Regions from separate parts of the Zea mays genome. Here all the other regions are linked to region 2. The links are chromatin contacts, called in public Hi-C maps. All regions are on one chromosome and are shown on one strand. Each heading gives the region's core, a stretch centred on a gene start, on an enhancer-like site or on the middle of the called end of the contact. The rest is flanking DNA. Distances are from core to core; before and after follow the strand shown.

Region 1 (3,995 bases), core at 1,314-3,813, 100 kb after region 2:
CACCCTGGTGGGTGGCACAGCAGTCGGAGCAGGGCAGGCGGCGCTGTTTTCCTGTCAGGTCAGTCAGTGGAGGGGCGAAGTGACTGCGGTCACTTCGGCCCTGCCGATAGAGGAACGCGCGTCAGGATAAGGTGTCAAGCGATCCTTGCATTGAATGCTCCTGCGATACGGTCGGTTGGCGAGGCGATCTGGCCAAGGTTGCTTCACTGCGAAGCCTGCCCGAGCTGGGCCTCGGGCGAGTCGAAGGTGCGCCCGTTGCTTGAGGAGGCCCTCGGGCGAGGCGTGAATCCACTTGGGTCTACTGTTCCTGCCCGAGGCTGGGCTCGGGCGAGGCGAGATCGTGTCCCTTGAGTGGATGGAGCTTTGACCTGTATTGCGCCCATCAGGCCTTTGCAGCTTGTGCTGATGGTGGTTACCAGCCGAGTTTAGGAGTCTTGGGGGTACCCCTAATTATGGTCCCCGACAAGACATGATATAAAGTCATGTGGCTAGATGGAGAAGATCAAGAGACGTCGCTTGGCTACGATGGACTTGTTATAAGAATGAAGGGCGAGCTAGATGCTCAATGGTGATGGGTCGTGTGGTGGTGAAGCACAAGTAGAGAGCTTAGCATCAATGTACCAATGTAGTGGTGAAGAACAAGCGAAGTTGATATTAATGAACCAATAAGGCCACATGATGACATGAAGTGGATCATATTATTCAAGGAAGATCAAGTGTTGTTTTGTGTTGATGGTGAAGTGGATTGATAGAGAGTGATGGAGGAGCTGCATCCTATGTGCAATAATCAAAGGTAGCATGGTTGGCTACACCCGTGGATCATCATTGTTCATCGTTTGGTGAATATAAAAAGTTGGATGCTTGTGTGACATCACCAATGGAGGAGTCTATACCACCATAATTGGTCATTCGAGACGTGTGAGAGTTGAGGAAGATATCAAGTGAGTTAAGACTCATACACAATAGCTCTAGACACCCAAGTGCTTGCAAAATCACTTAGTCATTAGTGTAGGTGCTTTGCAAAGTGCTTACATTAATTAGACTGCTTCATGTAGCACTTGCTCTAAGTTTTGTCCTAGTGTTAGAACTAACGAAGAGACGCTCTTATTTCTTGGTGTTTACACGCACCATTATATTAATTATACCAGAGAGACTTGTAATCTTGTGACATTACACCAACTACATTTGTGGTGTAGCCACCACCACGTATTGAAGGAAACAAGATACAGTGTTTTAGCCAAAAACTCAATAGTGAAGACAACGAAGAGCATCCAACGAAGACCACACCAGAGCCCTAATTGCACATGAATGCCTAAGGCTATCTACAAAATTATCTAACTAAAAAATAGTCCCTACCTTTATTTGTGTGTGACTACAATAAAGGTTAAGGGCTAGTTTGAAAACTCAAATCCTCTTTGAAATTGGAGGGAGATAGGGAAAAAACTTTGCACGCTTCTCAATACCTAAGTAAGAATAACAATCAAAGTCACCAACAAAAGTTTGTATATCTATCACACTTAAAACTTCGAGTTTCTGTATTTATACCTTCTATCGCATTTAAAGCTTCCAATTTATATTGTATATGTTATGTATTTACCTTCCTAGCTTAGTTAATAGTCTAATGGATGTGTTTAAAAACTAAGTTGCATAACCCTGTAGTAGGGATAGGTTTGAAAACTAAAACTAAATTACATAACTCTTCATGATAGACGTAACTCTTCGAGAGGCATAGCACCTGATCACATATAAGATAATTTATTTATTATATAGATTTTAACTAGACAAAAAAAGGGTTGTTTAAGTTTCAACTAGGCAAGAAACTAACACCTCAATTTAAGAGCGAAATAGATTACCTAAATCTTTCTAAGAATGTATTTAGTTGAACGTACAAGAAGAGATAGGAGATGACTTGTTTCACTCCTGGCTCATCCTAGTTTGACTTAAATCAAACACATCCTAAGACGAGCACGAAAACATTGATAGAAATGAGCCGACAAATGAAAAGTATAGCCAAGTAAGACTCGTCTTTAAAGGGAAAGGTGAGATAACACACATACGAAATTTCCGCTCATCACGACATAAGTAGCTCAATAGGGAAAGCACTTTCAGATAAGAGATCGAACCCAACGAATAGTACTTGAAACCTAAAACTTCTCTGAATTTACACCTTAACAAAAATTGGATTGACAATGTTATCTACCTTTGTGTTACTATGCACCCAATCCACAGCTTCTCGGTGATGTTACAAAATGACAACAGTATCCATCCGCCCAAGATGCACCAAGAATTACAGAACAACACGCTGATGATAAAGCAGAACTGGAAAGCTACATGCCACGATCTTAGTTTGATGGAAGTGCTAGCCCACGCTTCCAAGATTAACAAAGAAAATGCAGGCAAACATTAACAGTTCAGCTCCAAAATTTTAGCACAACAATTGAATTAACAGATATCCACCCTAAGGACCAATCAGAACACAAATGCAACTAGTCGACCAGGAAGGGTCCATCACTATATTATCATTTGCGACTGCTGAGGGTGTTGACTTGAAACTGCAGGGCGCCCACCAACCTCCCCAATTTTCCAGCCAAAAATATCGAATCAGATCTGCACAGTAAAACTTGTAAGTAGTCTTCAGTGTCACTGAATCTGCTGTGAGCCTACAATGGCCTCAGCACTGTAGCCACCGACTTTACAATTCTTCCGCTTCACAACCATAATCACCCATGTTCAACCAAATTCGTGCAGCAAGATCTGTAAACAGAAAATTCAAAAACATACTAAAAAACTAGGAACATGACCACAAGTATATTTATACTTAAAAACATCTCAGATTTGCAACTTTGTTATCCTATTATAGTCCAGGGAAACAAAATGCAAGAAATAAGCAAGGAAGCACCTCTCCAACGCTCATGTATTCAACCAGCAAACCATTGGGTGACAGTTCTGGTTTTAACACCACCCCCCCCCCCCCCCCCCCGGCAAAACTCCATGTTATTTCTAGTCTTGGCAACGACTAATATGCAAGCAATTATTAGGTGCAAGCGTGCAAATAGCTCTTTTGGTCCGTTGGATCTAGATCCAACCGTATGTGTAATCGTGGTTTGTTAGGGGCTTTTTTATAAATCCACACGAGGTGGTGGTGGGAGGATTTAAATGCTAAATATAGCATACGTTTAGATCTAGATCTAACGGACCAAAAGAGCTGCTTGCACGCTTGCACCAAATGATTACTTGCATATTAGTCGTTGCCTCTAGTCTTAAACCCTATTATTGAAGTCTAAAGGCATCAAACCTTATATAAATTAGGCAAACCTTCCGGTTAGGAATCGTTCCCGGTGTCTGCTCCCTAGGAACCGAACAGACCCTAAGGTGTACAGAAGACATGAACAGGTCACAGGGTTTAATTACAAGAGAAAGTAAGAGAATAATATTCCCTCCATTGCACAAAAGATATATGCCCATTGACAAAAGAAATAAGGATGTCCTATATATTCTGCAAAAACTTCATGGTGTCTATCATTTCATGGTGTAGCCTTACAAAACTAATTTAGCAATCTTATCGTGCTGTGTTATTAGATTCATTAGACAATACTTAGTACACACTTACACCATTCAGAATGGAGCCTCAAGTGATTCGTCCCACACATCACCACTTCCATTTGAAGCATCTTCACCATCTTCTTCCATGGACAATCTAATATATTCTCTATGCGCAAACCGATCCCACTCAGTCAGCGTTGGATTTTCACGTTCCTACAATTAAACATTATCGGATTATTTAACTTAATACTTGGCAGCAAATTTGAAATATATTAAGGGTTATAATCACCTGGCGAATGAGGAATGGATCACGAGTTTCAAATGCCATGAACTTGTTCAGATTGAAAAGAATATTGAATATATTTCCTGAGAGTTTACACCGTTTTAAGTCCCGTAGAGTAAAATAGCTCTCATTCTGTAGAAAGGAAAAATAGTTATCAAGCCCAGATAAA
Region 2 (4,532 bases), core at 1,926-4,425:
AGATATGCAGGGATCCCTCTTTCGAGTGCAAACTGAATCTGATTCTGATGCACATCATTTGGTGCCAAAGACATTGCTATCACATTAGAAGAAAGAAGATATCCTCCAAAACTAGCAACTCCACAACCAACATCAAGAACTGTACGAAGCATCCCATCATTGTTTATATTGTTATCCTTGAAATTTAGCATCTGCCAAACAGTAGAGATGGGTTAGATTAAAGAATTTCAGGGCAACTTACAAAAGAATCAAGACAAAAGGCTTACATTTGCAATATTTGATATATATTTGTCAGCTCCATGGTGAAAATGGGTTCCACCACCTGGAAACTTGATCTTTTCACCAGCTTCAACCATCCAGTTCTGGTCTGACTTCTCTTTTGCAAGGTGAGTGTGTGGAATGTTTGCTTTCCACACTACATCACGACTTTTTGGCCATTTTATAGGAACCTGAAAAAATAGTGGATCTGATACAACTCAGCAAGGATCCATTCAAACAGAACTAATTTCAGATGAGTATATAGTGGAAGGTCAGTGGACGTGTTAAACCTGGTAATGGTCTGGGCCAGAACTGGTTTTCGTGGTCTGATTTTTCTATTGGGCTAAGTTGGTTTGGAGGGAAACGAGCTCGAGCTGTGCAGGCTGGTGGAGCAGTTGGGTTTGGGTTTGTATGCACAATGAATCAAACTGGTTTGGTTTTAGTCTGAACATTTCGATTTGCCGATTGACTGAAACCATGGTTATGACCCAGCAAGACACCATGCACCAGGCATAACCCCATCCGCATCATTACAGTGTTGAAGCGATGGTCCCATCCTCGTCTGTGATCCATGTATGCCAAGCACCACACCTGGTGGCGAAAGTTCTAACTTGACGAAGCATGTCACAGGGCAACTGCGGCGGTGCTGCGGCGGCGTCACCAGTGCCATGCATGCGCCACAAAGATGAGTAGTTAGCAGTAGGGCCATGGAGATGGCACAGTAAGAGCTGATTTAGTCATTGCCTGAAACCATGGGCTTGGAAATGGTTCACCGACAAAACGCCTCAGGTTGTAGCCTGGGTTGAAAAATGCAACAGTTTGGATTGGTTTGAATGTAGTGGAGTGGGTTGAATGGTTGATTAAACTTTAAATGTTGCACATGGTTTGGAGTGGGTTTAGTTTGGATCCCATACCATTAGCAGGTTTACACGTGTTATTAACAAGAAAAATATGAATAAACCAGAAAAGCACAGGGAAAAGATATAACCATGTCTTGAGACAACGAAGACAAAATCATCTTAGTCAACTTGCAAAAGAGATTATATCGTTGATTGAATGAAACACATACTAGGTTGGATGCTTGAAATGCTCGGTCTATGAACTCAAAACAGGTGCAATGCTCAGTCCATGAACTCAAAACAAGTACAAAACCTAATTGGAATAAAAGAACACTTTGAGAGAAGATTTAAATCAGTAGTGACCTTATAGCCATGTGGTGGAGGAATCAAGCAATTAAAACGCCTTTCAGGTGGAGGGCAATGCCTCTCATAGTGCTCCATCAGGTTTAAATCCAGCTTCAGCCTCATTTGATATATCAAGTTCCTATCCAAGCAGGGGATCAGTTCAGAGTGCCGGTCATCACACACCTAAGCAACCAAGAAAACAAACAATTTAAATCATGAACAGACAATCCACAAGAGAAAAGGGCTGGTCACGCGTTGGGAACTTACAGGAAAGCTCTTGGGCTTGACATCATCTGCATCCCCGGTTCCAAAAATGGACTCTTCAGAGCCATCCTCACCATCATCACTGCCCCATCCAAGTGACCGTGAGAATTTGGTCCCGTACTCAAATGCGGCGCTCCCAGCCTGTCCATTGGAGCCCGAGAAATACAAGAAGAGGAGACATAGGCACACAATCATCACACAGCACAGCACAACCGGCCTCTTGCTGTGCCCCGAGTCATTTCTCCCCTTCATCCCGGATCCCAACGAGCCTTGCCCTCCCTCTAGTAAGCACAGGCCTCAGGATTCATAAATGACTGACTGGAAACCCTCCCCTCTCAGTCACACTGATCTGCAAAGAACACCAGTCCTTAGAAACAACCCTATCACTATAAGAAGCTATCAGTAAGCAGGAAACCCTACCACAAACACAGCCTGCAGAACTGAACCAAGATGGAAGCCCCCCGATAACGGAAATCAACGAGAAAAAAATAAACTCTCCCACCAAACGCCCCAAGACTTGTACAAGATGCAATTAAACGGGTCATTTCCTGTCAAGTAAGCCAACCTTCAATGCCCAAGGGTGAAACAGAAACAGCAGCAGCAGCAGTGAAGTGGGGGACAGATCACGAAGAGGAAAGGTCACCATACCCCTTTAAATAAAGCACCCTTTTGCGGGTTATTTTACTCGCGGATTCCGATCTCGAGGGCTCTTGTTGGGGGAAGCGGGCTTGGAATTCGGAATTCCGTTCCCCCGCACCGAACCTTAAGAACTTGGATTAGGCGGCCAAGCATACACGGAATGAAAATTCGGATTTGACGCAATTTTTGGATTAGGCAGCCAGACGCACAACAGACGCTGAGACGCATTAAAAATGCTTTGAATTTGACGCGGTTCAAATGCTCGACAGCGACGGCCACACTGCGCCACGGTGTGGCAGTGCGACGCGTGATGGGAGTGGAATACAGCGAGATCGCAAACTAACCACTTGAACGTTGCGGGCCTAGTCCCAAAACAGACGGAACCAACCGAATCCTAACAGACGAGTAAAACACCAAACGGAAGCAATCACAACACGGGATAGATAGACCTCGGCCGCGACCGCTGCGCAGGCATCGGGCTGAAATCGCGCAAGCGAGCACACGTATCCACGGCGGCTGCTACCTCGGGCGAACCCCGACGGAACGCCGGGCCGTGTGAACGGCGGCAACAGATCGAGCAAGGCTGCCCCGCCGCCGCCGCCGCCTGGGCCGAGGCAGGGACCCGCATTGCGGCGCGGACCGAGAGGAGGCGAGGGATGGAGGGACAGAGCGACGCACCGTGTCGCGGGTCGCAGCGCCACCGCGGGGCGCGGTCGCCTCCGGTCGCAGCGCAGGGGTGGAGCGGAGAGGCAGCCGGTCACGGAGCGAGCGAGCGCCAGCGGAAGGCCTCGACTTGCGGGGTAGCGCGAGCGAATGTGGAGAGAGAGAGAGATGTAGGCCTATTAGGTAAAAGCTGCACTCCGGTGAGTTAAGGTGGCAGGATGATGACGACGCGGGGATTTATTATAAGTAAATACTCTCTCTTCGTCTTAAAATAAATTTTGTTTTACATATTTAATAGATTTATACATTAATGTGTTTTATTTATGTGTCTAGATTTATTTTCATCTATTTGATTTGAAGTAATACTAAATTAGTAGTACTACTTATATACAATTAATATAACCTAGCAAATTTTTACTGATTATGTTACCGCGTGCCACTGTGGCTGGTTTGGTGACCACGGATCATGAGGGAGAGGGTAGAGAGCGTAGACGAACCGTGAGCATGAGGAAATACGGAACAGATCAGATAAACATAACAATATTAAGAGTTTGTTTGGTGGACAGGGATATGAAGGGGGTCCATAGAGGAGGGATGTCCACCAAACTGTCCCTAAGCGGCGTTGGTTGGGGATTTGGATGAAGATCTTTGTCACCGTCCGTCTAGAGTCTAGTGGGGCTACCAGAATTGAGTAGTGACACTACTGTTTTATCTTGTGTCGTTGTCGTGACTTGTTTCCAGCAGATTATACGTCCTCATATTCAAACTTCACTTTGCAAATAGTGTAGGCTACAACAGTGCAAAACTGTGTTTTAGGTGATCATATGGATAAATACAGCCCTCACATGAGTCTTAGGTTCCACTTTATACATCTTTTCGTTTTTTTAATTCTAATAAAAACGATCTATTTTTCATTTCAACATGTTGGTATCGAATTGCACGCCATTGTTACGAGAATCGGGGAGAGACATGCTGAAATCGGATCCCCATCGAATTAAAGCAGTATAGGTTCGCAATATCAGCAATAACTAATATGCAATCCGACTTCATGTGCAAGCGTGCAAGTGAATCTTCTTGTCCATTAAGTTATGATCCTGAAAGTTCCCTTGTCCGGGATCTAGATGTCGCCTAGAGAGGGTGAATAGGCGAATAAAAAATAACACTTAGAAACTAGAAATTCTTACTCTACTCGAAGATTGGATTGCAATGGAATGAAAGACCCTTCGAATAGGTCGCAGTGGAATTAAAGTTCATGTCTCAAAATACCCTACACTTCAAAGACAACTTATACCACATATAAGTATTGAAGTGCAAGTATAAAATACAATTAAGAGAGAGAGAGCACATAACACAGAGCAGAGCACATAGACACAGGGATTTATCTCGAGGTTCGACCAAACCTGAAATGCTTGTCTAGTCCTCGTTGAAGTTAGCCACACCTTGGCTTGGAGTCTTGTCGGCGTTTCGAACCCGGGGGGTCCCTGGACCGACGAGTAAATTGTCGCCGCGTGCCCCAGCCTAGAT
Region 3 (4,527 bases), core at 1,207-3,706, 87 kb after region 2:
TCCCTCCCGCGCGGAGACGGAAGCTTCCTCTCGCGCCCTCTTCCTGTAGCAAAGCTCTCGTCAACGACGCCGGTAGGATCCTGGCGGATGTACTCGGACACCTCTGCGAAGCTGGGATCCAAGGTCTCGAGGTTGGGCGGGTTCGGCGACGGACCACTCGCCGCCGGTGGAAGCTTGGAGACGAGAAAAGGAAGCGCAGAGATCCAGGGTCTCGAGGTTGTCGTCCTCTGTTTGGTGATTTTCCAGCGCGCGCAGCTCCGGCTCGTTCCCAATGGTGGTCGTGGTCGCCTCTCCCTGGCGCGCTCTGCCCCCATCGCCGCGCGCCCCTTGCTCCTCCAGCTCGGCGCCATCTCCATGGCTCGCCCTGCGCCCAGCCGCCGCCCGTGTGTACTTCTCTGCTCGCCGAAATTCCTTTGTCGTTGCCATGGCAGCCGTCCGGCCGAGCTCAACCCCTGCCCATCTCCTTGGTCGCGACACCCCCCCCCCCCCCTCAGCTTCTTCTCCGTGGAGCTCGCCTCTACGCCTGACTCCTGCTCGTTGAATCTCCAGCCGCGTCGTCGCCTTGCTGCTCGCCAGCGTCTTCTCTGCCCCTGCGCATCCATGGCGATGTCCCCTGCGGCAGCTTCCTCGGCGCGCAGCCTCCCTCCCAGCTCGACCTCTTCCCCGCGCCGGCTTGGAGCTTCCACGGCCGCACCAAATTCCCCATGCCCGCTGCCGTTCGCTGCTCGAAGCTTCCATGTCGCGCGTCGTGCTTCTCTGCTCGCCATGGTGGCGCGCTCTGCTCGCCCATGGAGTTGCCCAGCCCCTCTGCTCGTCGGTCGAATTCTCTGTGTCTGCGCCCATGGCCGAGCGGCTCCCATGGCGCGCTATCTGAACCTCCACGCTCGTTGACCAGATTGATTATGCCCCCAAAATTATCAAAGTGAAATTGTTAATTACATCTTTTTTGCATTAGTTTCATAAGTCATGTATTCAAATTATATGCAAAAGAGAGAATAAATATGGTAGTTTATGAAATCTGTTAACACTGTAGATATAGAGGATGAAATTTAGGGGATGTTGTTGGAGATGAAAAAAATATAGAGGACGAAATCTTTTAGAGGATGTTGTAAAGTACATGGAATATTCCTTTAGAGGACGAAATTTAGAGGATATTGCTGGAGACAGTCTTAGGCTAGGAAGGGCAAAACTTGGATAAGATGGACTATGAGTAGTCCAAGAGTTTGGATAATTTCTAAATGTCATTAGGAACCTATTTGAGCACCTTAGATAGTTTAGAAGTTCAGATTTTGGAAAAGGTGCATTTGGAGCCTAATTTGAGCCAAAATAGGAATGTGGCTTAAATGAAGCAAATAAAAGAACTATGACTTAGACTAGTTGGACAGACTCTAGATATGTTTGTCTAAGTCATAGGAATGCTCTCAAGGACAGTCGAATTAAATTGAAGAAGAATTTTCCAAGTTGGACTTCCACTACAACCTTTTATGCCTTCTATGACGAATATACAATGACACCGCACACATTCGTCATAAATTAGTTCTGTTTATGACATTTTCTGATAGCTAACCCCACATAGTGGCGCAAAAAATCTTCGTCATTAAAGTCGTCATAATTTGGAAGAATCGGATCTTTATGACGATAAGATTCATTAGCAAAAGCACCCGAAGCTTTGAAGCAGATGGATCAACATAACCACAATTGACCCTGTTTTCCACCTACTAGCAGCAGGAGTATTCATTTTGTTCTGGAACACTTCCCAAATCAATATACGAAAAAGGGCAATCTCAGTATTTAAGTAAGAGATTTATTATACGTATGCTAATCCATGCATCTGGAATGATACTTGCATAGGAAAGAAAGAAGTGTGTTTAGCGAGTAATAGGAGAAAGGAGTATGTATGGCTAGGTAATAGAGAACAATAAAGCAATCAACACCTGCGTATCGTTCCATTCACTAGTACTGTACAACTAATACTAGCTTGTAACACTCACTAGCAAAAGTAATCATAAAATTGAATCGTCATAATACCCTTTTATGCCATAATCGTGACGATATAGTGTGTCATATCATGTTTCATGATAACTTTTATTATTTTAATACAAATAATAATGTAAAATCGGTTTTTACATGCGCAGGTATTTATGTGCATATTTGCACACCTGTATCGGTGCTCTGTTTCAGAAAATACTTTAAAAAACAAAAATACTTTAAAAAACTTCAAGCCTCGAACCTGAGACATTTTAAAAAGGGAAAATGATCCAAACCACTACAGTAGTGTTGTACTTGTGATATGCTATTGAAGTTAGTCAACTAAGTGCTATTACGCAGACCCAATAGTCTCAACCTCTCGCCGGCCCAATTCGTGGTTGCCTGCTCGTTGCTACACGGTTTACAGGTTTAGCACCATCTCAATTGCTCAAGGAGGTGTTGTCAGATTAAAAACTCAAGGTCGCTTACCACTTCAAGCTTTTGTACACTACTTGTGCCTATTTATTTGGACAGTACAATGGGTTGTGTGGTTCTCTGTTGGGCTTGTCGTCGATTCCCAGGCCCATTTGGACCTTTTTTGTTTTTTGGTTAATTTTGCTAGCCGACCTTTTTTCTTATTTTTGTTAAGATTGCGGCACGGAGAAAATCTAGATCAAGAAAGAAAACCCTAGGAAAAAATGACACATCTTAATAAAGGAATAGGTAGATATGTATCTACCCATATTTCCTATTCTTTATATATAGACAGTTCTCTGAATTAGAAAAAACGATACATCTCAATAAAAGAATAGGTAGATATGTATCTATCCAGAATTTCTATTCTCTATACAAAGACAGGATAGGAGTGCATGTCACGTTTTTCACAAGAATCAGGCCCTGGTCGCTGCTGCACGTTGTCGCAGATATCTAAGCACGTCGACGTTAGCTTCCCCGAGCAAGGTAATTTAATAATCTAGTAAGATAAACAAATATAAGAAGTCGTAAAATTATTTATCTAATAATCTCACACGACGCCCTATCACTTAGGCTGGTGCTGCTATGGTTTTGAACACATCTTCAGCGCGGTAGCCGACATCGATCAAAGCCATTGTCCGTTCGTCTAGTTGTAATGAATTTGCAGTCTCAACTATTGATGGATGCGACATGTGAAAATAGTGGTAGGATCCACCAATTAATTCAAACTATATAATTCAATAGTAGGATTTCAAGCATAAATTTATCATACCTTGAGTCCCAAACTCTAATCTTCTCACCAAACAGTGTAGCTGAAGACCTTGGTGTTGGTCTACTAGACTGAGATGAAGTCATGGAGGACAACGGTTCAACAACCAAACCAAGATACTAACACATAAAAGAAAGGAATATAATTTTTTTAAAACCTAGCATTGATTGTTTTACCTGGTTATCATATAACCTTAAAAAGGTAAAGTATAAGTAGCAAAATTTTATAACATTAAAAATTGATCTAACTCTACAGAAGCTACTATATGCAGCAACAAGGGTATAAATTGATCTAACTGAAACAATAACAAAACATCGATTATATCATGATCAAAAGGAGAGGTTGTATTGTATAATACTCTAAGTAGCCCAAGTAAATAAAAAGAGATGAGATCTAATGAAGTTGCTCTAAGAGAAATTCTGCCAGATTGACTAAAGGCAATCCCATTTCCCTATACCAAACAATAAAGGAGGGTTGATGCCAAAAAAAATATGTTTCAGCAGATCCTCTTTCCAATTCTCTTTTCCTAAAAGGTTTTTCGATCCTTTAAAATTATGCCACGATCCCCCAATCAAAGGGAACAACCAAAGTTTTTTTTCTCAATCCACTTCCATCTTGTCCTATCATTGATAGCTTGTGTCCACCAGTGAAAGGCCCTAGTTTGATTTTAGTAATTGAGTGACAACCTTAGGTTGACTAATTTTTTCTATATCAAGAAACATGGGTGATTAGTCCTCAAGTGTACTAGTTTGAGAAATTGCTTGGTTATTTTGCAAGTGCTCAACTAGTGCTTTGGAAGAGGTTGTTACATATGAGACATGTCGGCGTTTCGACCCCGGGGGGTCCCTGGACCGACGAGTAAATTGTCGCTGCGTGTCCCAGCCCAGATGGGTCGGCGCGAGATGGAACACAAGGGGGGAAAAGGGGAACCGCGGCTCGTGTTATCCTGCGCTCAGGACGGATGCGCTTGCAGTAGGGGGTTACAAGCGCTCGCGAGGGAGAGAGAGAGAGAGAGAGAGAGAGAGAGAGAGAGAGAGAGAGAGAGAGAGCCTGTCCGTCAGCCCGTCCTCCCGCGCGGCCACCTTCTCGTACAAGGGCCCTGGACCTTCCTTTTATAGATGTAAGGAGAGGGCCCAGGTGTACAATGGGGGGTGTAGCAACGTGCTAACGTGTCCGGCAGAGAGGAGCCAGAGCCCTATGTACATGCCGACGTGGCTGTCGGAGAGGTGTTAGTGCCCTGTTCATGTGATGTCGTGGTCGTCGGAGGAGCGCTTGAGCCCTATAGAAGCACAGCTGTCGGGGCTGTCGGGTCCTTG

The links. A called contact is a pair of places that touch in the nucleus more often than the background predicts.
Region 1: a Hi-C map of endosperm shows a contact between it and region 2, with 3 times the contacts expected there. The contact joins the enhancer-like site here to the promoter of LOC100381424 in region 2. A contact is called at or near these places in 6 of 25 Hi-C or Micro-C datasets (bundle sheath, ear, endosperm and 3 more).
Region 3: a contact with region 2 is called in a Hi-C map of leaf, with 3 times the contacts expected there. The contact joins the enhancer-like site here to the promoter of LOC100381424 in region 2. A contact is called at or near these places in 2 of 25 Hi-C or Micro-C datasets (ear and leaf).

Annotation. Positions count from the first base shown.
Region 1 is chr5:30,434,213-30,438,207 of Zm-B73-REFERENCE-NAM-5.0, forward strand. It overlaps LOC103626168 (probable serine/threonine protein phosphatase 2A regulatory subunit B''delta), which reads right to left. Exons shown (of 13, transcript XM_020538292.3): 11 at 3,833-3,958; 12 at 3,611-3,756; 13 at 2,111-2,754. The coding sequence ends at 3,616. Among protein-coding and RNA genes, the nearest start is that of LOC103626168, 16 kb to the right of the region's middle. Within about 2 kb of position 2,564, at least 5 of the 20 cell types and tissues checked have an H3K27ac peak or open chromatin away from gene starts, as enhancers often do. A contact at or near this core is called in endosperm, where this site is marked.
Region 2 is chr5:30,330,555-30,335,086 of Zm-B73-REFERENCE-NAM-5.0, forward strand. It overlaps LOC100381424 (putative methyltransferase PMT3), which reads right to left and starts at 3,176. Exons shown (of 8, transcript NM_001174265.1): 1 at 3,024-3,176; 2 at 1,710-2,055; 3 at 1,461-1,625; 4 at 267-449; 5 at 1-191. The coding sequence starts at 1,958.
Region 3 is chr5:30,417,790-30,422,316 of Zm-B73-REFERENCE-NAM-5.0, forward strand. No RefSeq gene overlaps it. Among protein-coding and RNA genes, the nearest start is that of LOC103626168, 32 kb to the right of the region's middle. Within about 2 kb of position 2,457, at least 9 of the 20 cell types and tissues checked have an H3K27ac peak or open chromatin away from gene starts, as enhancers often do. A contact at or near this core is called in leaf, where this site is marked.